Regions from separate parts of the Mus musculus genome. Here regions 2, 3 and 4 are each linked to region 1. Evidence: chromatin contacts called from public HiChIP or PLAC-seq, Micro-C and promoter capture Hi-C data. All regions are on one chromosome and are shown on one strand. Each heading gives the region's core, a stretch centred on a gene start, on an enhancer-like site or on the middle of the called end of the contact. The rest is flanking DNA. Distances are from core to core; before and after follow the strand shown. Region 1 holds the start of Gne (glucosamine (UDP-N-acetyl)-2-epimerase/N-acetylmannosamine kinase). Region 2 holds the start of Pax5 (paired box 5). Region 3 holds the start of Sit1 (suppression inducing transmembrane adaptor 1). Region 4 holds the start of Car9 (carbonic anhydrase 9).

Region 1 (3,004 bases), core at 215-2,714:
CTGAGATAGACCACAAGCTGTAAAAGTCTGATGGGGTCCACATTTAGCTTATAGCAAGAACCCCCAATGGAAGCTGAGGCAGGAGGACTGACGTGGCTTGAGACCAGTCTGGGCTACACAGTCAATCCCGTGCCAGTTTCAGCTAGGTACAGTGTAAGATCCTGTCTCAAAAAAAAAAAAAAAAAAACAACCTAAAAAAGTAGATCTGAAAGTTTCACTTGTGACTTTTTGTTGTTGTTTGAGACACAGGTGCAGCTGTGCTGTTCAGAATACTGTCTAGCTTCTCATTCTCTTGCACCTAGCTGTGGGAAATGTCACCCATGTCAGGAGGTTCACCACGATCTCTAACTTCAGCTCCAGGGTATCTGTTACCCTCTTCTGGACTTTGACATGTGCACTCTAATGTGTACACATCCTCTGCCCCACCCCCCTACCCCATATACATGATAAAAATAAGCTAAAATAAAATCTTAAAAACAAAACAAAACCAACCTTCATCAGGAGCTAGCAGCACAGGCCGCTCCCCACCTTCCTGGGTCTTGGATCTGCAATTAGTCTAGCAGATATTCTTGAGATGTCTGTGTACCTCAATCTATCAGACTATTGAAACTATGGCCTCAAAAAACCCTGAAATTTTCCCCAAGAATCTCATACTCAGAGAAGGAAAAGACCGAATGCTGGTGCTGAAAAGAGACTTCACACGGGACTGACAATTTGTGACTGCCACTTTGCTGGGGAAGTTAGAGTCCAGACAGTGACAGGTGGGCTACAGCTTGCCCTGGACCTCTTAGATGTGCACATCTCGAACTCTATATATTTTAACCTAAAATCTGAGGTCCCAAAATGGATCCAGGGGATATGTCTTTGGATATCTTTGTCCCTCTTCCCAACATGGCCACATTGAATTAACCTCCGTTTTTTTGCTTTTTTTTTTTTTTTTTACTAGTAACTCTGTTCTCATTAACTTATGGAGAACAGGTGACAGAATTTGGCTTCAAGGGGAAAAACTGTGAGGCCCAAATTTGGTAATAGAATTGCCTAGATCCCTGGAGTGACAGATAACTCAGAGCTGACTAGCATGTGTATTGTCACGCTGCACTCAGCCAGAGCCTCGTGGCAGGGGTGGCAAAGCTTAAATTCCAGGGTGCACTCTAGGACTACCGACACTGAGTTGCCTTGGAGTTTGGTCCACGAGATGGCACTCAGCTTGGGTGCAAAGCTAAAACAACCATCTCGTGGGAGAACTCGGGCTTAACTGTGGGCTCTGCCAGAGGAGAGAACACCCTCAGGCGAGAATAAGGGTCAGCAAACCGAGTGGATGCCACTACCAGAGGCGACACGACAGCGGAAGGTGCGCCACACGACTGACCAACAGAAATACGCCAAGGAGGGGCTGGGACCCGGTGCAGGCGGAGCCGGAGCGATCGACCGTTCGGCGCTCCGCGGGAGCCGGGGTGTGCGTTGCGAATGCAGGAGCAATGGCTGGGGCTGGGTCGAGCGCCGAGTCGTCGAGCGGCGCCGGGTAGCGGAAGCCACCGGGTGCGCTTGCCGGGGCCTGCCCTGTGGACCCGCTGGACGCGAGCCTGCCAAGTGCCGAGGTGGCGCCGGAGGGAACTAACCCGGCGGAGGCCACGAGTCAGTCGGTGACTCACGAGCATCGTGCCAGGCTCCGGCACCTCTGCTGCAGCTGTGGGCCTCGCGCTGGGCGTCCGGGTTCTACGCAGCAGGGCGCCTCTCCCGCCCGGTGCGTTGCTCCGGCGTGGGATCCCGGAGCTGTCAGACTCAGCGTGCGGGTGAATGGGGACCGGGGCTTGCAGAGGTAGGCCTGGCCAGGGTCCAGCCCATCCGTGCACGCAGCAGGCGGCACGGCCCTGGGTCCCTGGGCAGAGACGTGAGATAGCTGCGGGGGCCCAGCACTGCCTAGGTGGGGAGAGGGTTTGCACCGAGGGACTTCTTGGAGGCTTGCCCAACTCTGACTGTCTGGACACTCGGTGTCCTTGGAAATTTGATAGACGTTTATATCCGTCCTTGAACAGGCTTGTAAAATTGTTAGAGGAAAGAATAGATCGGCTTTGCACCTCGATAGGAGGGGTGTGGCGGCGGGGAATGGTTTCACAGTAAAGATAATGGTTTAGCCCGACTGTAGGGGCTCTGGAAGGAACATCAAACTGAATTATTATAGCTGGGCAGCAGGGTTCTGAGAACTCTGTACAGCCCTTCCCTTTTTATTGCGGTGAGTTCCATCCGCTCTGAGTGAAAGAAAGGAGTGTCTCAAGTTCTCCGGAAAGGTTTGCACCCGTGGATGTTTGTGGAATATACACACAAGGTAGAGGGTGTGTGCGGCAGTGACCTGCGTGTAGGAAGGTCATCTAGACTTGGCTTTGAATTGAAGTTCTATCAGTCATTAACTAACTGTGATTTAGATCAAGTGGATTTTTTTTTCTACACCTCAGTGTCCCTGTCTGTATAGTAGAGAAAATGAGGATGGAATAACGTGTCTAACGCCGTGTTAGCCCACTGCTGGAGGAAGCACTTAGCAAACGTTTACTTTACTGTTGTTTCTCTGCTGGTGACTGCTTGCACAAGTGTGCTTATACTTTCTCGTGGTTGGGACATTCACTTATCCTTTTGCAGCATTTATAAAAGCACAATTGAGTTGAATGTAGTTTGTGAGCATTGCCATTTCTCGGAGCCAGGGAGATTGCTGCTGCTGCTGCTGCTGCTGCTGCTGGTGTAACGCTTCAAACTTGACTTGAGTTTGGGTGCTCCAAACCCAGTAAAACCGGTCCTATAATTCGAGCAGCTGTAATAACAGCAATCCGGAAGCCTTGGGTTTTTTTGTTTTTTGTTTTTGTTTTGTTTTGTTTGTTTTTGTTTTTGTTTTTAGAGAGCCTGTCTCCAACAAGGTGAAAGAAACGTAGGGGAGAGCTGGTGAGGTTGTTCTGTGTGTGAGACAGGCATAGAATTGATAGATGACTCAAAGGCAGAGAAAGTGAAGTAAAAA
Region 2 (3,004 bases), core at 348-2,847, 640 kb before region 1:
AGGCAGGCCTCCCCTCCGCAGCGCTGCTTCCCGGCACCCGCGAGGCGGAAGGGCGGGAAGCGGGAGCAGAGGCCCGGACGCAGACGACAGTCTAAAGCTCCAGGACCGCCAAAAATCAAACCGCAGATGAGACCCGGACCCACAGGCTGCAGGGAGGGGTGGCACAGGGGACTACGCAGACTACTTGGTGGGGGTGGGGGACTCCCGGGAATCCACAGCCACGTTTCCAATTGTGGCGAAATCTGCTCAGTGAATTTGCGATGTCCGGTGCCCACTGACCCCTCCCCCTATCCTCGAACTCTAGGCTCTCTCCCCTAGGTTGCAGCCCAGCCTCGTGACCACCCCCCTCCAAAAAAAAAAAAATCAAACAAACACTCTCGGAGAGCGATTCACTTTCCGAAACTGCCATTGTCCAGTGGCCCTAGAGCGCTCACCCGCCCTGGAGAACCTTCCCCTGCGACCACCCCCGCAACGGGGCTCTATAGGCTTCTCGCGGCCAAACCCAGCCGCTTGGAATTCAGACTGGGGAGGGAGCAGAGTAGAGGAGGCTTGAGCTCGGACGGCAGGGAGCGAGGTTGGACACCACACCTTTACCTAGTTCCTCTGCAACCGATTTTCTCTCTGGAAAATCAAGTCTGGGAACTCGGGGATGCTACAAGGTCTCTTGGCCCGAGGGCAGTGGGATTCCATTTAGGGGCCTGGGTAAGGTGTCCAGAATTTTTGCCTGTTCTCCGAGCCTGCTAGGATGGTTCTGCTTGGCCCGGGTGCTCCAAAAGCAGAGGACCGGGTTTTATCAGCAGCTTTCCGCTGAACCTCTGGGCTCTGGGGTAAAAAGGGTCGAGTTCTAAAGGGGAGATCTGGGACCTGGTGGCTGAATGGGACCTAGATACTGTAGTGATCTGAAGCTGCCCTGGAAGATGAGCCCAGCAGACCTATGGAGGTTGCAATTGAGTTGGGGGTGGGGTAGTTGGGAACCCCGAGGGCGGGCGCCGCCCTAGGGGTGAATCTGAGGATGCTGGAGCATCCCCTGTGGTTGACAATTGTGCTAGTACAGGGTTCAAAACCACTTGCTTGGCAGAATTGTTCTTTCTTTAAAATAAAAAAATGGGCCTACTGGCCCTCACAAAGCAGAGTTTACATGTAGAGCAAAAGCGCACAGGGCCGCGACCCCCAGACACAGGTTTGGAAGCGGGTACGACCCTGTGACTCAGGTTCTCCTTCCCCTAGGCGCGCGACTAACGCCGGGCCGGGCGCAGTCTGAATCTTTCCTTCCCTGCCCCCAACCCCCTATAAAAGTCCAAGGCGGCACCGAGGCGGCATTGCTGCTCTCTGGGCCTCTTGCACACCTTCGGCCAGGCCTGGTCCGCCCCGTCTGGCACGCTGGGCAGGCCGCAGAGCTGACACCCTTTCCCTGGTTCTTGGCCCGCAGTGCGGGGCGGTGCGCCGGGGGCGCGACGTGTCTGGGGACATCTTGTGATGTTGGCGAGAACAGGACATGATCTCACATGGCGAGAAGCTCTTTAGTTCCTTAATCATTTCACGGTGCCTTCGGACGCTTTTTTTCCACCTAAAACGTTTAGTTTCAGCTCAGTGATCAGCTACCCCAGCTCGGCGGGGGAGCGGAAGGCTTCAATTATTCCGACTTGTGAGCGGGCCCCAGCACCAAAAAAAAGAAAGAAAGAAAGAAAGAAAGAAAGAAAGAAAGAAAGAAAGAAAGAAAGAAAGAAAGAAAGAGGAAAGGAAGAAAGAAAAAGAGGGAGAAAAGAAAATAAAACAAAGAAAGAAAAAAGAAAAGAAAAAAGAAAGAAAAGGAAAAAAGACACCCCAAAAAAAGTGGAAACTTTTCCTCGCTGTCCATTTCATCAAGTCCTGAAATATCGAAATGGATTTAGAGAAAAATTACCCGACTCCTCGGACCATCAGGACAGGTAGGAACACCGCGAAACGGGATTCATCCATGCTTACTCTGGGACACTACCCAGTGCTAGTATCCATGCTAATATCCATGCAAGAAGAAAGGTGTGTGTGTTTGTGTGTGTGTGTGTGTGTGTGTGTGTGTGTGTGTGTAGTTTTCTCAGGAAAAGGCCTGTCCTTCTACAGTGCGTTCACATGGTTTTCACTAGTCCGTCAAGGTGTCTTCAAGGAGGCCTGTTTTCTTTGGTTTTGTTTGATTCTGTTTCTGATACTTGTGTTGGTGTTAATCTGGAGATGTTCAAGTTTGGATCTGTGTGCTCACTTGAGGAGATCAATGTGTGCAGGAGTTTGTGTTACCCCAAATAGGTGTTCAGTTTGAGTTTGTACGCCTGTTGGCATCTTTACTAGCTTGTATCTTGCCTTGAGCATATTAGCATGTGTTTATGAGTTAGTGTTTGTGTGCGTTCTTTTTAAGACTCCAAGATGTGTGTTTGTGTAAATTCTGTGTATATAGTTTGATAAGCATCTCACTCACTGGACATCTACTGCTTAAGAGGTCTGGTCATCTCTATATCCCAAGTGATTTTGGAAGTAAGAAAGAGGTGGTTCTCTGACCCCTCCATTTTTGGATGTCAACAGCTGCCCAATGTGTACATACCAATACATACAAAAGTGCTTGTCTCTAGCACTGGTATAGCTCTGGGGCCTACTAGGGGTATAGTATACAACACATGTGCTGCCAGGCCTAAGTCTTATAATATTGAGAGATAGAATCAAAAGTGATGTGAATTCAGGGCAATTAAGCTCTCACTGTGCAGTGTGCACTGTCTCATTAGTGTAGTGTTGCATTTAGCATTTGTGTACAAGGGTCTCCTACAGCAAGCACAACTTTGGTAGGTAAGAACAGTCTGTGGACTACTGATGACATTTTGACAGTGTACACACACACACACACACACACACACACACACACTCCAATCCCTTGCCTTTAGGCTGTCACCTAGATTAGCCTCTGACATTGTGTGTGTATATATGTCACACTGTATGCTCAGGCTTTGTCCTGTGGGTGCTGCTCCAATGAAGGAGAGCA
Region 3 (3,004 bases), core at 349-2,848, 590 kb after region 1:
GTATGCACTTAGTTCAACATTATTTATTTAATGGATGTACATATGTTCCTATATAAACAGGGTTTTATTCTGTAGCCTTGCCTGGCCTGGAACTTTCTAACATAGACCAGGCTGGCTCTGAACTCACAGAGAGTTGCCTGCCTCTGCCTTTTAATGCTAGGTTTAAAGGCATGAGCCATCATGGCCAGCTCAACTTGGTTATTTTAAATCTACTGGTTAACAAGTAAAAATATTTAGTTACTTAATTATTTAATATCTGTGGTGTTGAAGACACTGTGCCAAAAACAGAACAAAACAAAACCCTAACAATTTCAAACTCAAAAAAAACTGATTCTAGGGCTGGAGAGATAGCTCAGAGGTTAAGAGCACTGGCTGCTCTTCCAGAGGTCATGAGTTCAATTCCCAGCAACCACATGGTGGCTCACAACCATCGCAATGATGAAATCTGATGCCCCCTTCTGGTGTGCAGGAGGTACATGCAGATATACAATAAAAAAATAAAACTTTTAAAAAATGATTCTAGATGTAGAGGGATCTGCTCGTGCCAAGGGCCCCTTGCATAACTAGCTGCTCTCGTGTGTGTGTGTGTGTGTGTGTGTGTGTGTGTGTGTGTGTGTGCGCGCGCAGCCTGGAAATTGACTTCTTGTGTCATCTCCATTACTCTCTCTTTGACTCTTTCAGACAGGTTCTCTCACCTAACAGGGAGCTAGACTGGCTGGCCAGTGAGCTGTAGTGATCCACCTGTGTCCCCTCGCCACAGAAGGTTACAGAAGTGTGCTACTGAGCCTGGCTTTGATGTGGGTGTTAGAGATTCAAACTCAGGTCTTTGCAATTTCTAGGCAAGTCCTTTACCGACTGAGCTATCCAGCCCCACCCCTACCTCTGAGACAGAGTTTCACTGCATAGCCTTGGAACTCTCACCTAGTCTCTCTAGCAAGTGACTAACTGCAAAAACAGGCCCAGTTTGCCTGAGTTAGCCTGGGTCAGAGATTCTTTTAATGCAATTAATGTAGTGACAGGGTCTCACAGACAGTGTAGATGAGGTAGGTTGTGAGGAAAGACATTAGCCTCCTCTATCTTCCTATCCCCAATTATAATACTTGTATCAAAAACAATAGTTACACAGGTATTTCTCAACTGGGCATGGTGGTTTTCCATGGCTGTAATTCCAGAACTTGGTGGGTGGAGGAAGGGAGGTCAGGAGTTCAAGTTCATAATGAGTTTGAAGCCAGCCTGGGCTACAGAAAGAAATGCAACTATTTCCACCGGTAGTGGAGCTGTGAATTCTAAAGCTACAATCATTGAGCATAAACCTCCTTCATGGCAATGTGAGCCAGAGAGAAAAGGTGAAATTCCGTGGCTAAGGGCTCCTGTCCTTTCATTCCTGTCTCGTGCCACCTGTGCTCTTCAGAGTCTCCGTGGACTCAGCTGCATGCGGTCTACTCCCTGCTCAAGGGGACTCAGAGACACGGGGATTTCAGAGAGCTGATGATTTCAGAGAGTTCTGGGTGATGCAGGTGCAGGCACAGGGCGGGGTCTTTGTTCTTTTGCTCATCCCTCCTCTCTGCCTTCCTCTCCGGAAACCAGCAACTTTGACACTGTCAGTGTTGGCGATGCTGAGCTGTGGAGGCCAGGTTTAAGGAGACATTCGGGTTGTGGGGGCTGTGACAAGCTGTCAGGCCATAAGTAGGACTGACCCCTGACTCTCACACCAGCAGCAGTCATGAGCAGAGATTACAACTGTACCACTGACGATCAACTCGCATGGGGTAAGCTGGGCGGGGCAGGGACTCCTGGGGGAGGGGTTATGTGGTTCCATGTTCTATCTGATCCCGGCTGGGGAAGGGGCTTGTGGAGGGTAGTAACAGCCCCATCCACTTGCATCCACAGGGATCCCCTCCATAAGCCACGCGTGGGGACTGTGGGCCCTCTTAGGAGTTGTGACGGTGCTGCTTCTCATCTCATTGGCTGCACTCTTGTCCCAGTGGACCCGTGGTCGGAGAAGGAACCAGGAGGGACAGGGACCACTGTGAGTGAAGGATAACTGGGGTGGGTTAACTGAGTACCTCTCTCTTAACTAAAAAAAGTCCCCATTCACTCTCAAACTCTCTGCTGCAGCTCCGGAAGGTCCGCGGAAGAAGTTCCCCTGTATGGCAACCTGCACTATTTACAGACAGGTAGGTGATGCGGTCAGGGAGGATGAGGGCACAAGGGCCGACTCCTAGTACACGGGATGGAGATGGAGATAATGGAGACACCAGGGGCAATCAGGAGCTCATCAGATTGCTGTGCCTTTGTCCCAGGTCGGCTGTCTCAAGAACCAAGGTCAGAAGAGCAGGACCCACCATCCTCTGGAGGCCTTGCCAGGGTGAGTCAGCTGGCCGAAGAAAGGGGGAGGAAAGGAAATGGGGCCCATTCCCGAGGGTGCAGAGACCAACTAACAGCTTCGCATCTCCAGGGGGCGGAGGAGGCCATGTGCTACACTAGCCTGCAGCTGCGACCAGCTCAAGGTCGGATCCCCAGCTCTGGAAACCCCATCAAGTACTGTGAGGTGGTGCTGGACTCTGAGCCAAAGCCCCAGGCCCCAGGCCCTGAGCCGGAACTTTATGCCTCCGTGTGTGCCCAGACCCGCAGAGGCCGGGCTTCCTTCCCAGATCAAGCCTATGCCAACAGCCAGCCTGCACCCAGCTGAGGAGGACCTGGAACTGTGGGCACCCATGGCTCAGCTACTGGGTCAGGGACTCCTGCTGTCCTGGCTAGGGCATGTTTGGTTTCTAACCACCTCCAGGGCATTGAGACTTTGCTGAGTGGCAGGAGCATCCTAAGTTGCATGACAGCGTCCATACATCTCAGAGTCGGAAGCCTCCTGGTTTCCTGAGGAAGGAGTTGCAAAGAGAGATCTCCACACTTACCTTTTCTACGTTCTCCTGTAAGCCCCCAAACTCGTTGCTCACACCTTTCCCTCCATTTAGGGTTTAGCCAGGTTCCCCCATGTCCTCTCTAA
Region 4 (3,004 bases), core at 310-2,809, 570 kb after region 1:
GTGCAAGAAGTCTAGCGATTTGGACAAGAACCGTTAGGATAAGTGAGGGGTGGAGTCAGGACGCTTGGGGTGGGAGGAAGGGGGGGCGCTCCAGGGACTGGCGTGGGGGAGTGCGGGGCGCGGGAGGGGGGCCATAGAGTAGGACCTGGGTCCAGTCTAGGGCTACTACTGGGAATGTTGGTGCGGCAGATCACCAGGGCTGGGCTCCCAGATTGGGTCTGTGTAGCCGGCCGTGTCTTACCTCCATAGCTCCAATGACTGTGGCCACCCCCTGCATAAATGAGAAGAATTAATAAGCCCACTCTTACAGCCCAGTCCCTTCCCAGTGCCCAGAATAAAAAAATATTCCCTCCCGCTCTGGCAGGGGGCCTCACAGCCCCGGATGTCTTACAAGAGTGTTGCACGTAATAGAAAGGAATGTAGCAAGGCTGGTGTGAAGCACAGTGGACTACCACCAGCTGGGACTCCGCCACCGCCACCATCACTGCAGGAGCCATCAGTAGCCCTACCGATAGTTTGCAAACTAGGGTCTGTAGGCACGGCTTCAGTTTGAGATCCAAATCATCGTTCTTTTTCCCTTACTCACCCACCTTCCCACTCATCTCTCTTTCCTGTCTAAAGTTCCTGGCTTAGAGCCAAGCACGGTGGCGCACACACCTGAAATCCCAGAACTCGGAGGAAGAAGAAGGTAAAGGGCAGAACTAGTTCAAGGCCAATCCGATCTACACAATAAGACCTTATCTCATCCTCCGCCCCCAGAGCAAACCAAAGTTCCTCCACCTGTCTTTTCCCACACCGCAAATCATAGGTGAGTAACGGCTGTGAGCTCCTTGTGTGTCTTCCAGGAGCCCCCTTCTCTTCCCTTTTCATCTCTCTGTCTCTGTCTCTCTGTGTCTGTCTCTGTCTGTCTGTCTCTCATTCTCTCTACCTCCCTCTCTTCACACACACACACACACACACACACACACACACTTATTTTCCCCCTCTGTCCATTCCCAGTTCTATTTCCTCTTTAATTTCCCCCTATTCTCGGCTTTTTTTTTCTTCTCTCCTTTTAGGGGGGAAAGACTACCTATTAGAGTATAATTGCCGAATGCTCTCAGCTAGCATTTCGGGGAAGAGAGGGGAGTGGGGGAGGACAAGGCATAAACTTACCTGAGCCTAGATTTGGAAGTTAATGACCACTTACCTTTTTCATCCCCGTGGGAACCTTGACTGTGCTCAGGAGCCTCGGGAGTCGATAGATCCTCTAACCCAAGGGACTCCTCCATCCTGTCTTCAGAATTAACTTCAGGTGGATCCTCCCCATCGGGTGGATCCGCCTCTTCAGGTGCATCCTCTTCACTGGGCAGAACATCCACGCCCAGCTCATCCTCCCCAGATGAACTGTCTCCCAAGGAGGGCTCCCCCTGCATCCCGGACAGGCCCTGGGGCTGAGCAGACACTTGGAGCAGCAGGAACAGCAGCAGCTGTGCAGTAGGGGCTGGGGTCGACAAAGGGGCCCAGGGGCTGGGGCCCAGGGAGGCCATGCAGCTGACTGGGGTGTCCCAGGACACACTGTGGACGGGCTGTACGTGCATCGGAAATAGGAGCTGGGTAGGGGAGGAGCAAGCCTTGAGGGGAGCAGGCTGACTCACAGTGCCCTTTTGTAGAGATGGAGCCAAAGTCCCACAGGTTCTGTCTGGCCCTATGCCCCCTCCCCGATATCAAAGCCTGGACATTGGTGCGGTAATGGGTAGGGTTGGGGTGAGGGGCAGGTGTGTTCATAGGCAGAAAGAAGGTTATCAGGATCACCAGCTCAGCTTGGAACCCAAGGCACCACCTGGCACTGTATAGGTTCTCCCTGGCACCACCCAGCTCCTGGCCTCTGCTAGGCCTGGCCTGCTTCCCGGCCCTGGCAGGGCAGGGGAAAGAAGGAAGCTGGGCCCCCGTGGAGTTGGGCTGAGGAGGCAAGAAATCCATGCATGTATCCTGGCCCAGTCAGGTCTTGGGTAAGGGGGCAGGTTAAGACCCTGGAGGAGCCTAGGGGTGAATAGGTGGAGGGGCTCACAGCTAAGTAGAAGGCAAATTTGAGCATGATTATTTGAATCTACATATGAGACTCTAATGGTTACCCCCCCCCCCCCACTGCCTGCCAAAGTCTGATCATTTTATTTCCCGACTTCCAGGTCTTCAAAACCTCACCCAAGAAACCAGTCTTGTCTCTTGCTCTTCCACCTAATGTTCTGGTCAGATAATTTGTGTGTGTGTGCTCCTGCGCGCATGCACTTTTTTGCTTTGTTTGTTTGTTTCTTTTTCAGTGCTGGAGACTGACTCCAGGGGGCCATGGGTGCCATGCAAGCACTCTTTCACTTGAGCTTTGCTCCCAGAGCTAAACTATTCATTCGTCTCTCCAAACTCTGCACTGCCTTTGTGAATCTCCGTCTTGTTGCCCAGAATGCCATTCATGTTTGCACGCCGTATTTGTTTAATACCTACGGTATGTTAGGCACTGGGCTGTGGACTAGGGATGCGGAAATGAAAACGAAGGCTCCTATCTGAGAAGCTCTCGCTCCAGCGAGTGAGGACAGATGTCATAATTCTGCCTCAAGGAACTATGGATGTGGGTAAAATCTGTTCCCATCTTTGAAGCAGAGGTAGAAGCCCCACGGGGAGGGGTTGGTTAATAATCACAGTAAAGAGATTGGAATTCTGGACAAAGAAGAGACATGGACCATTTTGAATAGAGACTGGTCAGATGGCTTAGTGGGTAAAGACACTTGCCACCGAATCTGATGATCTGAGGTGGAACCCCAAAATCGACATGGTGGAAAGAGAGAACCATCTACTACAAGTTGCCCTCTGCCCCCTGTGTGTGCCATGGCACATGCATGTGCACACACACACACATACACCAAATAGATGTAAAATAAAGTCTTTTGAAGAGCGTGACAGAGACCAGTTCTTACATCAGGCCATGTGGAAGACAACTATGAGTGTGGATTTCACAGGCAGCCTGATTCTT

What was found. A called contact is a pair of places that touch in the nucleus more often than the background predicts. HiChIP or PLAC-seq counts read pairs in DNA pulled down with a chosen protein or histone mark. Capture Hi-C pulls out chosen DNA fragments and counts their contacts.
Region 2: a contact with region 1 is called in a Micro-C map of embryonic stem cells, with 3 times the contacts expected there. The contact joins the promoter of Pax5 here to the promoter of Gne in region 1. A contact is called at or near these places in 1 of 39 promoter capture datasets (stem cell-derived epiblast-like cells), 1 of 484 Hi-C or Micro-C datasets (embryonic stem cells) and 1 of 115 datasets of contacts at active chromatin or transcription factors (bone marrow-derived macrophages).
Region 3: a contact with region 1 is called in an H3K27ac HiChIP or PLAC-seq map of double positive thymocytes, with 2.8 times the contacts expected there. The contact joins the promoter of Sit1 here to the promoter of Gne in region 1. A contact is called at or near these places in 2 of 39 promoter capture datasets (cranial neural crest and embryonic stem cells) and 3 of 115 datasets of contacts at active chromatin or transcription factors (double positive thymocytes, memory CD8 T cells and regulatory T cell precursor).
Region 4: a contact with region 1 is called in a promoter capture Hi-C map of adipose tissue. The contact joins the promoter of Car9 here to the promoter of Gne in region 1. A contact is called at or near these places in 2 of 39 promoter capture datasets (cranial neural crest and embryonic stem cells) and 2 of 9 other capture datasets (adipose tissue and pancreatic islet).

The regions. Positions count from the first base shown.
Region 1 is chr4:44,071,177-44,074,180 of GRCm38.p6, reverse strand. Gne (glucosamine (UDP-N-acetyl)-2-epimerase/N-acetylmannosamine kinase) reads left to right here and starts at 1,464. Exons shown (of 12, transcript NM_001190414.2): 1 at 1,464-1,819.
Region 2 is chr4:44,709,287-44,712,290 of GRCm38.p6, reverse strand. Pax5 (paired box 5) reads left to right here and starts at 1,597. Exons shown (of 10, transcript NM_008782.3): 1 at 1,597-1,928. The coding sequence starts at 1,883. RefSeq lists a promoter at 1-1,365.
Region 3 is chr4:43,482,303-43,485,306 of GRCm38.p6, reverse strand. It overlaps Sit1 (suppression inducing transmembrane adaptor 1), which reads left to right and starts at 1,598. Exons shown (of 5, transcript NM_019436.3): 1 at 1,598-1,769; 2 at 1,891-2,029; 3 at 2,119-2,177; 4 at 2,304-2,368; 5 at 2,459-3,004. The coding sequence starts at 1,724. The coding sequence ends at 2,692.
Region 4 is chr4:43,505,581-43,508,584 of GRCm38.p6, reverse strand. Car9 (carbonic anhydrase 9) reads right to left here and starts at 1,559. Exons shown (of 11, transcript NM_139305.2): 1 at 1,190-1,559; 2 at 242-271. The coding sequence starts at 1,529. Arhgef39 (Rho guanine nucleotide exchange factor (GEF) 39) reads left to right here. Exons shown (of 12, transcript NM_001013377.3): 2 at 622-808.